Regions from separate parts of the Gossypium hirsutum genome. Here region 1 is linked to region 2. The links are chromatin contacts, called in public Hi-C maps. All regions are on one chromosome and are shown on one strand. The core of a region is the stretch at or near the end of the contact, and the rest is flanking DNA. Distances in the headings are between cores, read along the strand shown. Region 1 holds the start of LOC121224116 (ATP-dependent helicase BRM). Region 2 holds the start of LOC107945950 (putative UDP-rhamnose:rhamnosyltransferase 1).

What was found. Hi-C and Micro-C count contacts between places; a contact is called where the count stands out from the background.
Region 1: a Hi-C map of leaf shows a contact between it and region 2, with 2.3 times the contacts expected there. The contact joins the promoter of LOC121224116 here to the promoter of LOC107945950 in region 2. A contact is called at or near these places in 4 of 34 Hi-C or Micro-C datasets (callus, leaf and petal).

What each region holds. Positions count from the first base shown.
Region 1 is chrD12:40,407,131-40,414,755 of Gossypium_hirsutum_v2.1, reverse strand. It overlaps LOC121224116 (ATP-dependent helicase BRM), which reads left to right and starts at 2,537. Exons shown (of 14, transcript XM_041106695.1): 1 at 2,537-3,306; 2 at 3,770-5,083; 3 at 5,197-6,519; 4 at 6,738-6,850; 5 at 7,124-7,211; 6 at 7,336-7,422; 7 at 7,583-7,625. The coding sequence starts at 3,091.
Region 2 is chrD12:40,125,807-40,133,365 of Gossypium_hirsutum_v2.1, reverse strand. It overlaps LOC107945950 (putative UDP-rhamnose:rhamnosyltransferase 1), which reads right to left and starts at 4,552. Exons shown (of 1, transcript XM_016880119.2): 1 at 3,005-4,552. The coding sequence starts at 4,552. The coding sequence ends at 3,170. It overlaps LOC107945948 (mechanosensitive ion channel protein 1, mitochondrial), which reads left to right. Exons shown (of 8, transcript XM_016880118.2): 2 at 1-74; 3 at 184-461; 4 at 806-906; 5 at 1,502-1,609; 6 at 1,771-1,992; 7 at 2,254-2,412; 8 at 3,197-4,724. The coding sequence ends at 2,367. It overlaps LOC107945951 (mitogen-activated protein kinase 4), which reads right to left. Exons shown (of 7, transcript XM_016880120.2): 7 at 7,486-7,559.

The DNA.
Region 1 (7,625 bases), core at 1,288-3,787, 280 kb before region 2:
AGTTTACATTATCATTTTTTAACAATAAAATTATATTATCTTAATCATAGATTATCGATTTTGAATATTTGATATCAAATTTAGGATAATTTTTTTCCAAAACTTTTAGGATAGATTAATGAAAATCTGCGAACAAAATTAAGCCCTACTTGAATGGGTGGTGCGTTTATCTCCAGTAAAATTAAAAATAGCAATAACAGTAAAATTAATTATTGTAGTTGTGAGGTAAAAAATTTCACCGTCCATCCAAAGAGGCTTAAATATTATGTAATTATTTTAAATAATATATCACTTTATTAAATTTAAGCTTATTATATTATCTTATGAAACTCATAATAGCAAGGCTGAAGTAAGGAATATTGAGATTTTATATTTGAGTTTTATTGTGTGTAAATAAATTGTGATTTTTCTTCAAATTTTATTTTAACTTTAATTTTATATTTTCAAATATATTTTAATTATGAATTCGATTGTGATAGTTACTCCTAATTATTTGCAAACATTTTTCATGCCGAGAAACTACGGAATGGATATGAATAATGAAATAAACATGTCATACGTGTAAAGCCGTTATTGGTGGAAACTTTTACTAAGATTATTATTGGGTAAATTTCACTCAAGGTCACTAAATTATTTGTAAGTGTACGTTTTGGTCACTTAATTTCAAAAAATTACAAAATGGTTACTAAATTATCTAAAAACTTTCATTTAAGTCATTGGGTTGTTAAAATTATTGTTGTATGGCATTCTTCATTTGCACCATCTATATCAATTGAAAGCTCTTCTTTCCCTTCTCTTTCATAATTTAGTTTCTTTTCTTCTTCCATGAATCAACTTTATTCTCCAATTCACTGTACTGATCATCGAATTGGAGTAGAGGTGAGCAAAACTTGAATTGACTCGAATTTTTTTTTTTTTTAAATTTCGAGTTAATCAATTTGAATTGTTCGAGTTATTTAGTTTTTTTTTGAGTAAACTCCAATAAGTAACTTGAGTTTTGAGTTCGAGTCGAATTGAATTTTACAATTCAAATAACGCGGATGATTTGAATAACTCAAATAACAAATTGGTGTAAATACCCATTTGGTTCCTATCAATCCTGAAAATGAGCAAATTGGTCTCTTTCAACAAAAATTAAAAAAATCAAAATAATTTTCAAAAAATTTAAAATAAAATTTAAAGTTCAAAATACTTATAAAAAATCCAAAATTTATATATTTTTAAATATTATAAAAATTCTAAAAAATATATAAAAAGTTAAAAAAATTCTAAAATAATAATTTTGGGACCTAAATTAGAAATTAACTATTCAAGTTTATCATACTAAAATATTTTTTTCTCTTATTTTGCTTTGTAAAAGTTTTCAAGCATATATGTTTTCGAATTTATGTGCTTTAACATGAAATTAGCTATATAATAAGAATTTAATTTGACATATTTAAAATTTTAATTTAACTTAGAATAATTTCATTTGATTCACTTGACTTGAATTTTATTTCACTCGACTCTATTTAAAAAAATTTAAATCGAGTTAGGATGATAAAATATGACTCATCAACTCGATAATTTTTCACTCGATTTGAAAGAATGCACACCCTTACCTTGGAGCTCACTAGTCAGACTTAAAAAAAAAACCTAAAAACCCAATAATTTAAATAAAAATAATAATTTAGTGACTTAAATGAAAACTTTCGGATAATTCAATAACTGTTTTGTAACTTTTTGGAGTTGAGTGACTAAACTGTAAACTTACTAATAATTTAGGGATCTCAAGTGTAATTTAGCATAAGTAATTTTGAAAAATAATAAGAGCTAAATTGATAAAAAGATGTCAACATTAAGGGTAAAATTTGACATTATACCAAAAAAGAATAAGAGCCAAGTTGAAAAAATATGTAAACGTTAAGGGCTAAATTTGACATAATGCATTATTTTTTTGGCACAATAACTTTTTTGGCCCTCCTACTTTACAAAAAAAGAAGAAGGTCATTTTAGCCATCCATTTAATTTTTTTTACTCTTTTTAGTCCTTAAATTTGCATTTTTGTCAAATTAATGTTTGTTAACTTTGCTGATGTGGCATACACGTGGATCTCATGCCAAAATTTAATTAATTTTTTAAATTTTAAAATTTTTTATACTTTTTAAATAATTTCAATGAGTTTAATTTTTAAAAAATAATTAAATGCTGATGTTATTTATGTGTATGTCACGTCAACAAAGTGAAAAGATATTAACTTTTTCACCAATTTCGGGGTGGTTTGAGAAAAAATATAAGTTTAAGGGCTCAAAAGGTCAAAAATTAAATAAGGGTTAAAATGATTTTTTGTAAAGTTGAAGGGCTAAATAAGTCATTATACCTTTTTTTCCAAATCTGTTGCGTCAGATATTTTCTGGGCATATTGAGGGTGTTCCTGTAAATATCAATAAAAACCAAGGGTTGAAATTTACATGTCATACCCTTCCGTAAATTTCTAACCATAGGCAGCCACAGTGGAGCCCCACCTTAAAGGTAAAGCACTAAGCACTAAGCACCAAAAGGCAAAGAAGAGAAAAAAAAAATAGAAACAAAATATTTTGAAGAAAAATAACCTCACTAGGGTTTGACCCGAAAGGGGAATTTTTTTGCCAAATTGCGTGAAAACCCTGAGATAGAGAGAGAGATTCGTGGTGAGTGGGGGCAGTGAGTCGAATCACCGAGTTTTAATTTTTATTCCACAGTTTCCGTCAAGTTCGCTCTCGATTAAATCATCAAGATCTATCTCTCATCTATACCGTAATTTTCGGATTCTTAGAGAGAGAGAGAGAGAGAGAGAGAGAGAGAGAGAGAGAGAGAGAGAGAGAGAGAAACAACAAAAAAATAAACCTGAATATTTGATTTGTTTTTAGTTAATTTTCTTTAATTTCTAATTTTGAACGTTGAGATCGGAGGGTTAAAAAAGGGTTTTATTAAATAAAAAAAGGGTTTTTGGAGGGATTCGGGTTTGTGGAAGTGGTGGGGTTTTTTCTTTTTTTTTTTAATTTTTTGTTGTAATAATTTGGAATTCGCGGGGGAATTTTTTGTTAAAAGAAAATTGGGGGTTAGTTTTTTATGCATTCTGGTAGTGGTGGCGGAGGTGGGCCCAGCCGGAACCCGAGTGTGGGCCCGGTGGGTCGGGCGGCATCTACATCGTCCGCAGCTTCGCCATCTTCTTCGTCGTCGGCCGTTTCGACCCCACACTTGGGGTTTGATTCGGTACAACAGCAGCCGCAGCAGCAGCAACAACAACAAAGTCAGAAACAGCAGCATCAAATTGCGTCTAGGCAGGTAAATGGTTTATGGAATTTTAGATATAGCTAATGGAAAATAATTGAATTGAACTTGATTTTGTGAACTCAAGTCTGTTTTTGGTAAATGGGCAGCGGTGAATTGTTGAATTTGGCGGGTTTCGGGGGATTTAATTTGGTGCAATAAATACAATCTCTGATGTCTTACATAAGGTTGATTAGTTATTTGGTAATTCAATTGTGTCCGGGGAACGACTGTAATCAGCTCTTAGGTCTTCAAAATCCTTTGTGGAGATGCAAGTGAAAATCTTGTTAAGTTTTGTTCTACTCCTTTTGAAAGATCCATAAGTTTCCTTTTTTTTTTTTGAGTTACTTGTTTGAAGTATCTAGTTTAGTCAACCCTCGTATCTTTGAGTCATTAATACGTCTGGTACAAGTTAGCACTATGTGTCAGTTTGAGAAGTTCAAGCGTTATATTTTTGTGTTTGTATTTGTTCTTGCAGTCATTACAACAACAATTACTTAGAAAACCTGAAGGAAATGAAGCTAACCAAGCATATCAAGCCAGTGGTCTGCAAGGTCTGATGGGAGGTAGCAATTTTCCTTCATCTCCAGGCTCCATGCAACCGCCGCAAATGTCCAGGAGGTTCTTTGATCTGCCTCAACAACATGCTTCTGCGCAGGACAGCCAGAATAGGAGTCAAGGTGTTGAGCAACAAATGGCGAGTTCTGCTCAGCAAGCTTATTATCAGTTTGCTTACCAGGCTTCTCAGCAACAGAAGGCACTTTTGGCACAGCAGCCAGCTAAGATGGCCATGTTGGGCTCTGCATCTTTTAAGGATCAGGACATGCGAACTGGAAACATAAAAATGCAGGAACTTATCTCCATGCAGGCTGCTAATCAGGCTCAGGCATCATCCTCTAAGAACGCATCTGAGCAGCTTGGTTGTGCTGAAAAGCAGATGGAGCAAGGATCAAGGTCTGCTTCTGAGCACAAGCCACCCGCTCAGGCAACAGTTATTGGACAATTAATGCCTGGGAATGTTTTAAGGGCCATGCAGACACAGCAAGCTCCTCAGACTGTTCAAAACATGGGAAACAATCAAGTTGCTATGGCTGCACAGTTGCAGGCATGGGCACTTGAGCGTAATATTGATCTGTTGCAACCTGCAAACGCCAACTTGATGGCACAGCTCATTCCACTAATGCAGAGTAGGATGGCTGCCCAGCAAAAAACAAATGAAAGGAATATGGGTACTCAGTCATCACCAGTACCTGTGTCCAAGCCGCAAATCACTTCTCCATCAGTTCCAAGTGAGAGTTCTCCCCGTGGTAACTCATCAAACGATATATCTGGCATGTCTGGCTTTGCCAAAACTAGGCCGATGGCTCCACCAAACACTTTTGGGTCAACTTCCAGTGTTGGGGTGATTAACAGTGCTAACAATGTTTCAATGCAGCAGTTAGCAATTCATGGCCTAGATAATCAAGTGCTTCCCAGGCAGTCAGTTGGGCATGGAAATGGGATGCCTCCTATGCATCCTCCACAAGTATCTGCAAATGTTAGCCAGAGTATTGATCCATCCTTGCCAGCAAAAAATTCATCAGGTGGCATAGAAACGGTGCAAATGCAGCATACGAAACACTTCAATCGATCTTCTCTTCAGCCTGCTGCCCCTGGTAATGATGGGGGATCTGTTAACAATGTACCATCACAAGGGGGAGCTTCTACCCAGATGCCACAGCAGCGTTTTGGTTTCACTAAACAACAACTTCATGTTCTCAAAGCACAAATACTAGCATTTAGGCGCCTGAAGGTATACTAATCTCTCTCTCCATATCCTATCCTTCTTTCTCTGATCATTTATGTATTTTGCCTTTCTGCTGATTGCGTGATGCTGGATCATGCTGGTTTTGTGGTCATTAACAGAAAGGAGAAGGTACACTTCCACAAGAGCTTCTTCGAGCCATTGTTCCCCCACCACTTGTGGTGCAGCAGATGCAATTACCTCCTTTAGGTGGAAATAACCAGGACAGAGATGGTGGAAAGAATATAGAAGATCAAGCGAAGCAGGTGGAGTCAAAGGAGAAGGTTGCACAGGCTGAGCAATCTACCAAAGGACAGAATATTACTAAAGACGAAGCTTATGTAGGAGATGATAGAGCAAATGAATCAACAGCTCATATGCAAGGTGCGTCAGCTATGGCTAAGGATCCATCTACATTACCTGCTGGAAAAGAAGAGCAGCAAAGTTCTGTCTTTTCTGTCAAGTCAGACCACGAAGTAGAACGTGGTCTTCCGAAAGCTCCAGTTCGAAGTGATTTTAGTGCAGACAGGGGAAAGGCTGTTTCACCACAAGTTGCGGCATCTGATGGAGGGCAAGTTAAGAAACCCATGCAGGCAAACTCTGCCCCCCAGCTAAAGGATCCTGCCTCTGCCAGAAAGTATCATGGTCCACTCTTTGATTTCCCCTTCTTCACTAGGAAACATGAATCATATGGCTCAGCAATGCCTAACAGCAATAATAATTTAACTTTGGCGTATGATGTCAAAGACCTACTCTTTGAGGAAGGCATGGAAGTCCTTAGCAAGAAACGATCAGAGAATTTGAGGAAGATTGGTAACTTACTAGCAGTAAATATGGAGACAAAAAGGATTAGGCCAGATCTTGTTCTGCGACTGCAAATTGAAGAAAAAAAGCTTCGACTTAAAGATCTGCAGGCTCGTTTAAGGGATGAAGTTGACCAGCAGCAACAAGAGATAATGGCGATGCCTGACAGACCGTACAGAAAATTTGTCCGCCTGTGTGAGCGTCAGCGTATTGAGCTGGCGAGACACGTACAAGTCACTCAGAAGGCCCTAAGAGAGAAGCAGTTGAAATCCATCTTTCAGTGGCGTAAGAAGCTCCTGGAGGCTCATTGGGCTATCCGTGATGCACGAACTGCTCGTAATAGGGGAGTTGCCAAGTACCATGAAAGAATGTTACGAGAGTTTTCAAAGAGGAAAGATGATGATAGAAATAAAAGGATGGAAGCCTTGAAGAATAATGATGTTGAAAGGTACCGGGAGATGTTGATTGAGCAGCAGACAAATATCCCTGGAGATGCTGCAGAGAGATATGAAGTTCTTTCATCATTCTTGACGCAGACTGAAGAATATCTTCAAAAACTGGGAAGTAAGATTACAGCTGCCAAGAATCAGCAGGAAGTAGCTGATGCAGCAAATGCTGCTGCTGTTGCTGCACGGTTGCAGGCAGGGCTTCTTGAACTCTCTCTCCCTTGTACTCACTCCTAGTTGTCTTTTAGGGTGTTCCCCCTTTCTCAGTTACTTTAATTTTTTTGGACTGAATTCTGAGCCTAAAAATATAATTTCCTTTCTTAATCACCATGCAACTAGGTGGATTCTCTGTTATTTACTTTTTTTGTGGATTCCCTGTTATTTACTTTTTTTTTTGTACTTCTTGACTAAAGGGCCTATCAGAAGAAGAAGTTAGGGTTGCAGCAGCTTGTGCTGGGGAGGAAGTAATGATAAGAAATCGGTTTATGGAAATGAATGCACCCAGGGAAGGTTCATCTGTTAGCAAGTAAGTTAATGTTTTCGAGCATATAATAGTTCATTTCTTAGGACTTATTGAGGGGCTTCAGTTGCAAAGATTGAGCAGGATGGGTGTAAATCTTGTGACAATAAGATGGGGCTTATGCAGTAGCTTTTCTCATGCTCTTTAGTTCGGTAACTATATCACATATGGTTTATATAAATTTACCATTTATGTTTTTGTTTATTCTAAAGACATTCTCACATGCCACCAAATTTTGGGCACTTTTAGTCATTCTTCATCTGTCCTGGTCATCAACAGGTATTATAATCTTGCTCATGCTGTCAATGAAAAGATCATAAGGCAGCCATCAATGCTACGAGCTGGAACATTGCGAGACTATCAGCTTGTAGGTTGCTATATCTAAAATATTATGTTTCCTTCCTAACCTTTCCTTGGTTTTTGTATCTGTCAGTTTACTACTTTGTTATAGCAAGTTAAGATTTTTATGGCATCTATGTATTTTTTGGTAGGTTGGTTTGCAGTGGATGCTTTCTTTGTATAATAATAAACTAAATGGTATTTTGGCTGATGAGATGGGTCTTGGGAAAACTGTTCAGGTATTGTTACTTTAAAAGATATTAGTTGCGAGTAACATTGCAGTTTATTTTATTTTGGAGTTAGGCAGGGTTTTGGAATTAGTCAGAGCATTTATTGTTTTGGCAGATAATCATATGATAAAATAGGGTTGTTAATTCCTAGGTTTACCTTATTGTACAGGTTATGGCATTGATTGCTTATTTGATGGAATTTAAAGGAAACT
Region 2 (7,559 bases), core at 3,303-5,802:
TATGATAAAAGCTTGTGGGGAGCTTTGGAGGATCCAGTGAGATATGTAATTACCTTCATGGCAATCTCTCAAATGTCGGTGGTTCTGGATTTCTATGTTCAACTCTTTGTATCCATTTGTTCATATGTTTCTACATTTTTTTGGGGGTCTATGAATAATGAATAAAGATACCTGGACTTGCAGTTGCATGATGGTGGCACCAAGTACTGTTCCATCACAATACATTGTGCAGGCATGGAGGGGTGCAGCTATACTTTCATTTGTCTGGTTTTTGCATCGTTGGAAAACAAACGTACTTGGTTATGCACTGGCTACTAAGACTTTAGCAGGGCTTGATAGGGAGAAGTTGTTAACTATAGACAGGTTTTCATCTGTTGGTCTATTTGTTATTGGGATTATGGCTTTAGCAGAGGCATCTGGTGTAGCTGTGCAATCTATTCTGACAGTTGGTGGCGTAGGAGGTAGATTTTTCTGTTAAATGCATATGTTCTCATCTGTTCCAGTCCATTTTAACAATAAGATCATTCAATTGGTTAAGTTTACAGTATAAAAAGTAAGTGCTTTTATCTGTGATAACTCAAATAAGACTTTTCTTTTAGTGTTTTTGTTATCATCAATCTTTTTTGTTAGAATGATTTTTAAGAATATGCAATGGTTTAGGAAATGCTAATTTTATGTGCTTTATTGCCAAAATAGAAAGGCGCCAAATTGCTGTTTCTTGAATCTTCATATTTGTAGATATAGTACGCGTCACTCGTTTATCATCTTCAAAGTAATCATATAACTAATTCAATCTCCTTAATAGGAGTGGCTACTGCTTTTGCTGCCAGGGACATCTTTGGAAATGTGCTCAGTGGATTGTACATGCAGTTTTCGAAACCCTTTTCCTTGGGTGATACAATAAAGGTAACACAAATGAACGTGTATTTTTCTTTTAGTGAAGGAAAAATGTTTTCTTTGTTTCCGTGTGAATGGATCCACTCAGCTTTTGTAATAGTTATAGTCTACAAAGACAAAAATAGTTTTTTCTTTATTTCTAAATGTATCTGATGAACCCTGTATTTCATCCTAGATTGTTAAGAACTGAGCTTCTCTTAGAAAATTGCATGGTTGGATGTTGTACTTAATAATTTATTATTCTTGCTGGCTAATTCTGAGTTGTCCGTTTGAATCAGTTATCATCTTTCAACTTAGCCTGAACTGGCTCTTTCCCTCCTAATTCCACTATTTACTGACTCTTAAGTTAATTCTCTGAAGTTAATTGGGGTTTATTTGATACATGCTTCATGATATATGAGGTCATGGGTAATTCTGACCTTTGCGGAGATGTCAGTTATTTATTTCATCATACCGGGAACTCTGTCATAATACCTGAATGCCCTTTGTTTTGGTGGTAGCGAGATAAATTTTGATTTCCACTTGTGATTTTTAAAAGTTTTAGTTTGTTCTTTTATTTATTTTTCTTTTCTGCAGGATTACTAATAAATTGTTCTTACTGCAGGCAGGATCTATAGAAGGTCAGGTGGTTGAAATGGGACTGACAAGCACAACAGTACTTAACTCTGAGAGATTTCCGGTTCTGGTTCCGAACTCACTTTTCTCCAGTCAGGTTGGTATTTTTCTTTTTCATTTCTTTTGTTGAAAGAGAAGAAATCCTTGTTTTCAACTCATCAACTCTTATGAGCGTATGCTTATTTGTTTATTTACACACAGTAGTCGTACTAAAAAGGCCAAAATCATCGTTGTATTATTTACTATGTAAAATTTCAGGTTATTGTAAACAAGTCACGTGCCCGATGGCTTGCAGTGGTGACCAAAATTCCCTTGCAAATTGAAGATCTGGACAAGGTTCCCGAGATATCAAATGAGATCAAGAGCATGCTGAAATCAAACTCAAAAGTTTTCTTGGGAAAGGAGGTCCCTTACTGTTTCCTGTCTCATGTAGAAGGTTCTTATGCAGAACTAACTGTTGGATGCAATCTCAGACATATGGTAACCTCTCATCCTCGGTACTTTTCAGATGCATCTTGTATGAGCTTGGTCTACCTAATTGATCTCAACTCTTTTTCTTTTTTTTTTGATCTTTGGCTTGCCTTGACCTAGCCTTCAACCTCGACTTATTAACATTGTTTTCGCATTCTGTGATTTTGTTGCGATTTGATCATCTCTGAAATTCATCATTTTAAGCCTGACTTCTGTTACCTTTTCTCATTTCACTGATATCTACATTGCTGTTTTGATATGCAATTATAGAGCAAAGATGAATTGTACTCTACACAGCAAGATATTCTTCTGCAGTCTGTCCAGATTATCAAGAAGCATGGTGCTACATTGGGCAGCACATTCCAATGTCCTATCGGTCAGTGATGCTAAGAGAATGAGATCTTTTGCACCCAAGTTGCAGTTTATGCGGTTAGACGTCTTCCACAACTTGAATATATCTTGAGATACAAATCGTGTTTGGTGATTTCGTGTTTTTGCATTGTTGTGGGACTGGAGGGTCGCCATTTTACATGGATTCATGAAGAAATGGGTATGACTAAAGGTGTTCGTGGTCTGAGCTGAGTCTTAGTTCCAAAAAATCCCTACCCAAGCACGGTGTGCTTATGCCCCTCCAAAGGCCTATTTTACTGTTTAAAAACAATGTTTTTGTTTAAATTAATTATAAAAAATATATAAATACTAATATAAAATTATTTTTTATATTTTTATAATTTATAAACCGTAAAACTGGCACAGTCTCTGAGGTTGAAAAACATAAACTCAAGCCCGGCCCAAAGCTGGCTGAGCTGCCCGGCCATGAACGCCTCTAGGTATGATTTGATAAAGGATTTTCTTTGCATATATATGTTTTGGTAGACAATAGCACGCCGTAGGACTAGAAACCACAATTCTAAGTCATGTGAACTAATATTTTATACATCGGCAATCTAGTTGAAAATGTTTTTTAAGAAAGAAACTCTAGTAGTATGTTGTACTGATCGGGGCAACTATGAATTTGGTGTCGTTTAATTTCATGCCATTGCAGTCATTGGAAATGGTAATATAACATGGGACAACATATAGGGCAAGTCAAATTATTTAAGTGGACATTAAAATAAAACGGAAGGTACCTAACATTTTGTCCGAAATAAATAACTTTGCATATCCTTCATTCCTCCATTTTTGTTTAATTTGCAGCTCCATTTTCCTTCAGGTACTCCACAAATCTATTGAAGTAACTGTCATGCAGGTCTCGGTTGCCGAAAACTTGAGCTGCTTCCCTAGTTTGGATTCTTAGTTTCTCTCCTTCTGCGGACACCATTGCAAGTCTCAGAGCTTTAGCTATATCATCCCGGCTAAATGACCCGTCTTCACTTCTCTCTATCTCTACACCCAAACCCTTGTCTACCAGAAGCCTTGCATTCAATGGTTGGTCTATCACAAAAGGTAGCACCACGAGAGAGTGTCCGAACTGCAGTGTTTCGATAATCGAGCCCCACCCGGCGTGACACAAAGAGCCCCCTATTGAAGAGTGTCCTAGTATCTCCAACTGCGGTGCCCAACCGATGCAGACCATCCCTCTCCCTCGCGTACGCTCTTGAAAACCACAAGGCAATGCATCGAGTTCATTGAAAGCCCAGTGGGGTTTCCTTAGTGCCCATAAAAACCGTAACCCCGATAGTTCCACCCCATATGCTATCTCATGTGTCTGTTCTTTGCTTAGCTTGCACTCGCTTCCGAACCCTACAAACACAACTGAGTTAGGCTTTTGAACATCGAGCCACCTAAAAATTTCACCGGTTTGTCTTCCTTGGGGTTTTTCTGGTAGTAGCAAACCAATGGGAAACACTGGTTTGCTGCCATTGCCGGTTATCTTCTCGAATGCGTTTAAGTACTCAGCTTCATATTCAGGGCAAGTACGAAACGCAACAGCTTTAGATGCCTGTAAAATTTTGTGAACCCTGTCAGCATCCGATATCCCGGAAGCATTCTCCCCATGAAACCCTTCGTGCATGGCTGTAGCTAAGGATTTAGGATAACGCAATGGAGAAGAAAAACCAAACCACTCAGGCGGTGACATCAAACTTTCCGGGGATGACCTCGTCAACGTCTGATTCACAAAGAAACTATAAACTGAAGCCGAAAAAACCGAGAAATTAATGAGAGGGATATGTTGTTCTTGAGCTATTTCCACCATCCAATGAGGAATCACATCGATCAAAATCCAATCTGGCTTTTGATCTATGACGAACTGCTTCACCGGTTGACGAAGCAGATCGTATGCAATCTTCAGGTACTGGATTTTCTCGAAAGGGATATCGACAGTCGCCTCACAACCTTCGGGCAGCTGCTGCTCATCGTCTAAGTTTGGCAATGGAAAGACCAACAAGTCTAAAAGGGTTGCTATGTTTGATGGAACATTGGGCAGTCTTTTAATGTTTCCGGGGGTTGATATGAAGGAGACTTTGATACCAGCTTTGGCTAATTGTAAAGCGAGTTGAAAGAAGGGTATAAGGTGACCAAAAGCTGACCATGGAACCATCACCATATGCAAACGTGTAGTAGCCATATCTGTAGCCAAGGCAATACCCTGAGTCTAACCAGCCAACACCGATATAAGGGGGAAAATTTAAGAGTTAATTGCATCAAACCTCTTAAAATTATTGGCCAATTTTACTTTGGTCCTTAAATTTCAAAAACATTACAAACCAATTCTTGAATTAAAGTACTGTTCCAATCGAGTTCAATTGATTTATTTGATGATCTACTCAGGGTAGTTGCCTATGGTACACTGACTCTCCACAAAGTACAAAAAACTAAACCCTTTGAGGGACAATATTTTCAATTGTTAGGGAATTGATTGACTACTCGATGGACAGCACTTTGAAGATTTTTTTGGAAGGAGTTGACTCCCTCAATTAATAACTAAATTAACGAAAAAACTTACTTAAAACAATATTTTTATTTTATTATTTTATTTATATATTTTAAATTTTAAGGATGAATTTGCAAATTAATTCTTCAAGGTTTGGTAAAATTATACTAATAAATAAATATCTAAAAATGTTTTTGTTTTATAATAGTATCAGCAAGTTGGATTTCTTAATCTGTTAATATTAGTGCATTTGGCCGACAAAACTTTTAGGTTACTTTCTGTCGGCAGAAATATGTAAGCAACAAACCCTTTTTGGTTAAATTATGGAATAAATAAATCCAAATGAGATCCAAAGCATTTTTCTTAATATATTAATGTCACCCTTGGACTTATTTAACTTTATCGGTTGGGCACCACTTCTTTTCAGCCTCACCTGTAATGGAGAATGATGGATCGGTAAATATTATTTTTATAATAAATTATTTCAGAAATTTTAAATGAAATGATAAATTTTAGATTTTTTTAACATTTCTATGAATTATTTACCAATTTAAAAATTTCTTTTTATTTTTGTGACTAAATTAAAATTCGATTTTGTTTTAATGATTAAATTGAATTTGTAGCTATTAATGAGGGGTTAGTCTTGAATTAACCCTTTTTGTTTCATTTTTAAGAGGATGGTGATGTACGTGTGATGTTATTGTTATTATTATTATTAGATTTCTATTAGGATTGTTTTGTGATATGTATTACTAGGATACTTATATACAACTTGATTAAATTTCCAGTAAAATTAGTTGAAAATTCTTGATTAAACCCCTAATAACTTTTTTTACAATTTTTGATGATCTTCCAAAGTTAAAACAGGGGAACTCGAATCCACTCTGACCTTATTTCACAAAAATTAATATATCTCAAAACTAGACTCAATAATCTTTAATTTCATATTTAATTCAATCTCTAATCTATAATTTTTGGTGAAGTTTCAAAGTTAAGTCACTGCTGCTGTCCAAACTGTTTTAATGAAAATATTTTCTTTTGTACTATCTTCCATTCAATCACGCATAATTGTCATACTTTTAATTACTATACAATTTAGACACTTATGCTTATGTGTAGATTACATATTCATTTCTTAATCTTAGTACTTTTCACCATACAAATCACATTCTCTCTTACCAATTTAGTGTTTTAAGTCTCTATTCTTCATCAAATACTTTCTATTTCTAGTATTTAGATTAAGTACATCTCACTCAAAATATCTTTAACTCAATCTATTGAAATACGAGTAGGTTTAGTTTGAAACTTACCTTCTTTGTCAAGAATTTTTTCATTTCCATGCATTTCTCATCTTCACCACTTTCCTTCCTTTTCCTTCTCATTTTCTCCACTTTCATTTTCTATTTTCTTGCTTCTAAATTGATGAACATATTCTCTAAAATTTTCAAAAATTTTGGATAAAAAGGTAAGTTTTTATGGCAAATGACTAAATTGTAAAGAAAAAAATTCCTTTCTCACCCTTTCACTCACGTTGGAAGGATGATAATTTCCTTTCTTTTTATACTACCATTTTCTAAATAAAATAATAATAAATATCTAAGTAAAATAATAAAAAATAATATTTAACTGATTAATTAATTAAAATATCACCTAAATATCATCAACATCATCATTACATTCTAAAATTCTCTCTCTTGCTAATTGACCACTTTGCCCTTTATAATATTTCAAAATTTTATCCTTGAATCATCACTTAATTTGGTAAGTTACGATTTAGTCCCTCACAATTCTTCACCTATTCAATTTGGTCCCTGCATGCCAATTCCATATCTTAGTAAATTGGTTTGTTTTCACTTTTGGTCCTTCAACTTTCTTATTTTTACACTTTGATCCCTTAAAATTTAAATATTTACACTTGAGCCAAAAACTTTTCACATATTTACGATTTAGCCTTTACTTTAAATCAATATCCTAAAACCTACTTCTTAATCATCATCATCATCATCAACAACATCATTATTATTATTATTATCTTCAATATTCTCTTTTATCATCTTTATATCATTTTCTCATTTTACCGAAAAATCAATTATACATTATTCAATTTATTACTACTTTTATTATATATCAATTTTAGAGATGTTACATTCATACCTGTGCCATAGAACTTTTTGCATATTTACAATTTAGTTCCTTCCTTAATACATTATATCATGCTTCTTAATTTAACTCTCTTTTGATATATTGCGACTTTCATTTGCTTTGATCTTATATCTTATTTCGCTAAGATTTTATCTCATATTATTTACGACCAATGGGGTTTTGAGGATGTTACAAAAGTCACCAAGTATTGAATTAAAAAAAAATTCACTAAGTACACTTAAATCATAGTAAAAGTATTATAGAAGTTCTTGTACTAAAAGTCAAATTGTATTTTGTCTCATACTAAAAAATGAGTAAATTAATCTTTATACGTTAGATCAAAGAATAAATTGATCTTTCTATTAAAAAATTCATCCATTTCTACTGTTAAAAAATAGTCTCTATATGTTAATATAAAGTACCTATGGCACGTCACATGTAACTGTCTAATTATTGTCATCTATATCAGTTTTTAACAATAAAAATTGATAAAAAATTTAATAGAAAGGATCGGTTTGTTCTTTAATTTAAGATACACAGACTAATTTATTTATTTATT